Linked DNA regions of Rattus norvegicus: region 2 is linked to region 1. The links are chromatin contacts, called in public Hi-C maps. All regions are on one chromosome and are shown on one strand. Each heading gives the region's core, a stretch centred on a gene start, on an enhancer-like site or on the middle of the called end of the contact. The rest is flanking DNA. Distances are from core to core; before and after follow the strand shown.

What was found. A called contact is a pair of places that touch in the nucleus more often than the background predicts.
Region 2: a Hi-C map of kidney shows a contact between it and region 1, with 2.0 times the contacts expected there. The contact joins two enhancer-like sites. A contact is called at or near these places in 2 of 12 Hi-C or Micro-C datasets (kidney and psoas muscle).

Annotation. Positions count from the first base shown.
Region 1 is chr2:57,870,964-57,874,532 of GRCr8, forward strand. No RefSeq gene overlaps it. Among named protein-coding and RNA genes, the nearest start is that of Lifr, 91 kb to the right of the region's middle. Within about 2 kb of position 1,863, at least 6 of the 93 cell types and tissues checked have an H3K27ac peak or open chromatin away from gene starts, as enhancers often do. A contact at or near this core is called in kidney, where this site is marked.
Region 2 is chr2:57,945,644-57,949,212 of GRCr8, forward strand. No RefSeq gene overlaps it. Among named protein-coding and RNA genes, the nearest start is that of Lifr, 16 kb to the right of the region's middle. Within about 2 kb of position 1,633, at least 2 of the 93 cell types and tissues checked have an H3K27ac peak or open chromatin away from gene starts, as enhancers often do. A contact at or near this core is called in kidney, where this site is marked.

The DNA.
Region 1 (3,569 bases), core at 613-3,112:
CATGAATGGTTCTTTTTTTTTTTTTTTTTTTTTTTTTTTTTTTCCGGAGCTGGGGACCGAACCCAGGACCTTGCGCTTCCTAGGCAAGCGCTCTACCACTGAGCTAAATCCCCAACCCCTCAGGCACATGAATGGAAATACCATCTCCCTTAGCAGTGACACACAGCCAGTTAATTGCTGTATAGCTAGTTCCTTTAAAAAAAGGGGGGGGGGGGAGTAGCAGAAAAGAAACAGCACTCAAAGTTAAAACTGCCAGAGCCTCCAAGACAGCGCATAGCATAAGAAACAGGGCAGCCTGGAAAGGTACCAGCCTTGCCCCATGTCAAGAATCCAGCAGGACCAAAACAAAACAAAACAAAACAAAACAAAAAAAAAAAAAAAAAAAAAAAAAACAGGGTTGGGGATTTAGCTCAGTGGTAGAGCGCTTGCCTAGCAATCACAAGGCCCTGGGTTCGGTCCCCAGCTCCGAAAAAAACAAAACAAAACAAAAAGAATCCAGCAGGTGGACATTTTCTCTCTCGTTGTTAAGGAAGGAAGCTCTCATTTTAATGAAAGAATCCTATTGTGTTTGATGTACTGCCTCTCCTCCCCACCCTCCACGGTGCTTATTTTACTCGTTCTTACCCATCTCCACGTCCTCAAACCCATCCACACCTTTCTTCCCATAGGTCCACAAAGGGCTTTACCTAGTGGGTATCGGGCAATATGAGAGGCACCAGAGGGAACTCTGGTCGTCCTAGCAGGTTCTGTCCTACCCAATGGGTGAAGCTGTATCCATCTTTTCCTGAGGCCCCAAGTATCCACGGAAGAAGTCTTTGTCATAAAGTTTCAGGGAAATTTGATTAGGGCTGGAGACTCCATCTGTGAAGGATCTTCTTGGTTATCAGCGTCACTGCATCCGGAATTAACTGAAACCCAAAATGGTTGGGCATGCCTGTGAGGGATCTTTTTCTTAGTTGGATCATTTGAAGTGGGAAGATCCACTTCTAACTGGCACTTTAGATGGGAAGGCACGCCTTTAATCCAGATCTTTTGAGGTGAGAAGTCCACCACTACTCTGGGCCATGCCTTTTGGTGGCAGCCTATATAAAGGACAAAGAAGGAAGTCTCTCCCTCCCTCCCCCTCTCCCTCCCCCTTCCTTTCCCCTTCCCTCTCCCCCTCCCCTTCCCCTGTCTTTTTTCCCCTTTCTCTTTTTCTCTTTTCTCTCTCTGTCTGCTTCCTCCCACTCTCATTAGAAAGTCCATTTCTTCACTGGTCTATTTCTTTGGGATTCTGAAATATATTGAATACCAGCTGAGACATTGTTGGACCTGCTGTACATAGGGAGTCATTGTTGGATTAGCTGGATCACAACCTGTAAATCATTCTAATATGTGTGTGCATATATGCATATTTGTATGTGTATGTGCATATGTGCATATATATACTATATACATACATACATACAGAGAGAGAGAGAGAGAGAGAGAGAGAGAGAGAGAGATTCATTCTGTACATTCCTTTACTCTAGAGATCCCTGACTAATACACTATCCTTTCCCTGTCTCTAGGAAGTTGATCCTTTCATGACCTCTATTGTTCTTCTGTATCTCTACTCACAAAGGAATGTCTTCAGATTTCTCCTATCTTTATAAAATTAAAAACAAACACTCCCTCCCCTAAAGATGTCATACTTTTCTTAAATGAAGTGTCTTCATTTGTTCAGAGACAGGGTTTTCTTTCATTTTTTCATTTCTGTGTGTACCCACGTGTGGATGCATACATGTGGGTACACGTGAGTGGAGATCAGAGTACAAGCTCATCTGGCATTCCTGGGCACAGTTCACTCTGTTTTATTAGGCATAGTTGCTTACTGGCTCGGAACTTGCCCTTTGGGCTGGCAGAGAGCCCCAGGGAACCTCCTATGTCCATCTCACAGGTGTTGGCACTACAAGCGTTCACCCGCCCCTGGTTTATCTTACGTGCATTCTGAGGGTTGAACTTAGGTCCTAATGCTTGCTTGCGTCATGAGCACTTTATTGGTCGAGCTATCTCCAAAGCCCCCAAGCCAGTAGGTTAGAGCATGTGGTACCTGTTGTCTCCTCTTCCTCATTTTCACTTCTCCATCTTTACAGAAACTTTTGTACTAAGAGCTTCCTAGTTGCTCATTCAATGGGAATACTTCTGTCTTGGCCTTTGTTTTGAACTTTCCTCCATGATGGACGCTCTATTTTTCATGTTTTTATAACATATATTTTTTTTATTGGAGGAGGGGTGTGAGCCTGCCTCACACTCATATGCAGTACAGAGAACAAGGCTTGGAAGTCTACTCTATCTTTCCACCAAATGGATCCTGGTATTGAGTTCAGGTCATCAGGCTTGACAACTGGAGTCTTTACTTCCTGAGTCAACTGCGTCATTGGCCTGGCTTTGAATACTCTCGTCTTCATTCTCACAACCTGCAACTCTTCTCTGACTTTGTGCCAACTCCTCGGCTACTGTGCCTGCTTCCCCCTTGTTTCTACTTCCCTATAAATGGAAGAATTCCTTGGGGATCCATTCGATCATTCTGTAGCCTTATTAAAATAAAACAAACAAAAAACAACCAAGCAAGCAAACCCTCAAGACAGTTCATTGTGTTTTTATTGAAAATATTTTTTTTCCTAAAATATATTCTGGTTATGGTTTCTTCTCCATCTCCTCCCAGATCTCTACACATCCCCACCCATCCAACTCTGTGCTTCCTTTCTATCCTTTTAGAAAACAAAAAGGCCAGTCAAAACAACAATAACAAAGTCTAGAACTTTAAAAGAAAGAAAAAGAAACAAATACACAGACAGAGGCACACACAAAGAAAAACAAAACCTATAAAACCCCCAACCTGAAACCATAATATATCCTCAAAGACTAGTAGTAAGATACAAAATACCTAAACAAATTAATATAAGACAAAAATAAAAATCTACAAAAAGATAACCCTTGGGTTTGTTTTCTGTTGGTCACCTACTGTTGTGCATGAGGCCTATCTTTTTCTTTCTGTTCCCAGAGATAGGTAGGTAGGCAGGGTGTTTGTGTGTGTGTGTGTGTGTGTGTGTGTGTGTGTGTGTGTGTGTGTGTGTTTCTCCAAGTATAGCTAATCATTTCTCTATCCTTTAAAATTCTGAAGAATCTCTTCAGTGAACCTAGTAAACCTGTTTTGGTCTTTCTTAGCCTGCACTGACCAGACTCCTACTGGCCTCATCTCTTAATACTGTCTACAAATTTTCTATAGAAATTCCAGTGATTGCTGGCAAGTACCCAAGCAAGCTTCATTTTTCCTTACTTCCACATCTTAAAATATGGTATTGATTTTGCTTAGAGGACATTTTAAAATGTATATCACAATGTCTGGAATTGAATGTACTTTTTTAAAAAAAGGAGTTGTTTATTTTATATGTGTGAGTACACTGTCAATGTCTTCAGACACACCAGAAGAAGGCATCAGATCCCATTACAGATGGCTGTGAGTCACCATGTGGTTGCTGGGAATTGTACTTAAGACCTTCTGAGCCATCTCTCCAGCCCCATAGAGCACATTTTTTTTACTCAAT
Region 2 (3,569 bases), core at 383-2,882, 74 kb after region 1:
AGAGAAACACTGCTGAGCTCAAAGAGATAGCAGCCCATCTAGGTTAACATTAAATGATATTTGAGCCAGAGTGAGGGGGATAGGTCAGTCTGTGAAGTACTTGCCATGCCTATGTAGGGACCTCAGTCAGAGTCCTAGCATTCACATAGCAACAACAACAATAACAACAATAAAACTCCCCAAGTTATAACAATTGGGCATGGTGGTATATACTTGTAATCCTGTGCTGAGAAAGCAAGACAGAAGGATTCCTGGGACTCAATAGTTAACAACTGTGGCCTCATTGACAAGCCCCCACATCACAGTGGCTTCAAAAAGTATGGTGGACAGGATGACACCCAAGGTTGAGCTCTGTCCTTTGCACGATGGACATGTGCCACAAAGACATACATTCACATGTGCACACACTGAGCTAGTCACTGAGCTTGTAACCAACACATGGACTAGAGGGAAACAAAGGGATTCTGAGCATAGCCTTTGGGAACAGCAAAGCTAGAACCCAACTGCATTAAAGCTTGAACTGAACAGGTAGCTCCTTGTGAGAGCCTGGAGAAGCTAGATGTGTTAGGTGGAGTCAGTGGCCAGCCATAACAACCACAACCCTACCTCCTGGGGCAGAGTCCAGAAGGCACTGGGAGAGTGAGCTGGAAGCCCAAACGCAGTGGTTTGAATGGTTGTGTGGCCTCAGGCAAATTACTGAACATCTTTGCCTTTGTAAAAAATAAAAATAAACACCCACACCCATACCCACCCACACCACTACCACCACCACTACCAACAACAACAACTCATAAAGCCCAAATAAACAAAACCCCAAAAGAGAGGACATCCGTTCCTACAACTGACCCCAGAGCTATCAAGAGGAATTGGTACCTAATAGGTAATATGAATGCTCATTACTGTTATTAAGTTTTTGTTATTATTATCCAGTGACTAAGGAGTCTGAGACCTGCTTTTAGCTAATGTCTTCTAAATCACTGTAGGTATTGGTGATGTCAGAATTCTATTGCTATGTATCTAAGTCTTTGACAATCTGTTTCTTTGAGCTCTTGACTATCTGTTGGAAGAGAAAAGTGACTCTGGCAAAAAACAAACAAACAAACAAAAAAACAACAAAAAAAAAAAAACTATGACAAAAAGAGAATACTGGGTTACTAAGCCAAGAATGTGACCTCTCACCCTGAGGACCCCCACGAGGCTGTTTTTCTTTCCTAAATTAAAGCCAGTGAGGTTAAACGTGTGGATTCTAGTGGCATTCTTTGCGCAGTCGGGCTTGGTCCACAATTTGAGCATAAGATTTGGTGATTAAACAAAATATCTTGGTTATGTCGGGGGAAAAGAAATTCCAAGCTACAGACTTCTCCTCGGAGAGCAGTGACCTCAGTTACCTTATGTGCCAGTGGGAAAACGAACCACCACGCAAATGTCCCTGTTTACCAGAGCTGTCATAGTGATGGCCACTTTTGTTTTCCGATAGGGGACCAGGCGGTGTACTAGTTTAGGTACCTGAAGAAATCCTGGGGGACATTCCTGCTATTTAATTATTTAACTCAGCCCTATTTTCCAACCACCCAGTGTTTCGGTGACCTTGAGTTATGCCTTCTGGCAAATGTGTAACCATTGAAAAGTCTTCACAGTCAGAAACTGCAAACCGAAGCACAGGTTCTTACTGTTGTTTTTGGTTTTACACAGAATAGTGAAGTCTGTGAATTAAGTGCATTAGTTAGAATAATATATTCAGGGATTTAAGGAATTTGGGTCAGGTTTTATATCAACCCCACTACCTCTTGCTGGACCTCAGCTCAATCCTTTAATCTTCTGGCTCCTTGCTCCATCTGTAAGAGAGATGCCTCTGGCAAGGCACTGAGTGCAGTAGCTGTAGGAATAAATTAAATAATGGACTTAATGTAACCACCGAGAATGGAGCAAATTGCTCTTTTGTGGGATCCATTAGCTCAACTGAGAATATTAGCACAGGACCCTGAGTGTATGATTGATGTAAGAAGTAAGAAAGCATCCATTTTCATTCTGTGCCTTGCCCTGAAATGACATTGGTAACAGATAAATATGAAGGTGGATGGAGAAAGGAGGAACAGAGGAGCGCTTGGTAATGAGAAAGAGGAGGGCCATAGGGAAGGGATGGAGGGTATGGGCTAAGGGTGAGAGAGGTATGGAGACAACAGAAGGAAAGAAGAAGGAGGAGGAGGAGGAGGAGGAGGAATGAGAGAGGGGGAGGAAGGAAGGGAGGAAGGAAGGGAGGAAGGAAGAAAAGAAGGAAGGAAGGAAGGGCAGCCGGAGGGGCAGGCTAGAAATCAAGCCTGTTGCTAAGAAGAACAGGAAGGATGTGAAAGGAAGATTCCAATCAGATCAGAGCTCACTGGGACCCTGGAGGAAAGGAAGGGGGATGAGGAAAGACAGGCAGGGTTTATTCCCCAAGGTTATCCCTGCCTCCCTTTCCGAGGCTTCCTCATCTTGCTACTTTCCCCCAATGAATCGTAAGCCTAGGCTTCCGGCTCAGGAACTTACTTAGCCTTAACAACCCGAGGCAGTCAACTTTCCCCATACTTGACCTACTAGACTGGTCTCTAGGTGCCTCGGGGTGAGAGCAAGCAGTACAGGGAAGTATGGGAGGGATATTCTGTAGCTGTCTCAGCCATACCCACTCAGGCCTTACCTATACTCAGGCTCACTTACCCTCAGACTTTGCCCTCTGCGCACAGCTGGCTGTTCTCACACTGCACCTAGCACCTCTGCACTCAGATGGTGCCTTTATCTAAAGAGAAAAGGACACTGAGATTCATAGCATAGGTCACTCACGTATGATGCCAACATGCCAGGCATCTTCACAAAAGGAAGTTGTTGCAGTGTGCACTAAAGACAATGCATGGTGGGTAGAGAAAAATGCCCAGCCAAGGAAACTATAGCACAGTTGACATAGTGGTGTGTGGTTTTGTAGCAGTTAATTCACTTGATTCCCCCCCTCCCCGCCCCCAACTCTCCAAACTCACTGCTTTTCGTTACTCCCATTTTAGAGGAGGAAATCGGGCAAAAAGATTTGCTGCTGTGTTTGATTGGGTTTCAGTGGCCAGTGAGAAAACAAAGCAAAACTCTAGCTGACTTTCAACAATCTCAATTTTAAGCTATTTACCAGAAGAGAGAGAGAGAGAGAGAGAGAGAGAGAGAGAGAGAGAGAGAGAGAGAGAGAGTGTGTGTGTTCTGCTTGAATAAAACACTGCCCCAAAATTCTGGGTTGAGTCTCTCTTACCTTAGACTTCTGTGTATTCCTCATATAAATACTCTTTAGACAAGGTTCCTTACAGAGTTTGGCCCAGGAATAACTTCTCCTAACTTCTCCTAAATGAGGCTATGGCTTCTTTTCCTAGACAATGAGAGCTACGGAAACTCCCACTCCCTACTTCATGGCTATAGGGAAGCTTGGAGTTTAATTTTGTATTTATATCTTATTATTTGCCTCAACAAAGTTTATTATTATTATTATTATTATTATTATTATTATTATTATTATTTCTTTTTAATGTCTGTCTTTCTATATAAACTCTTTTTTGAAA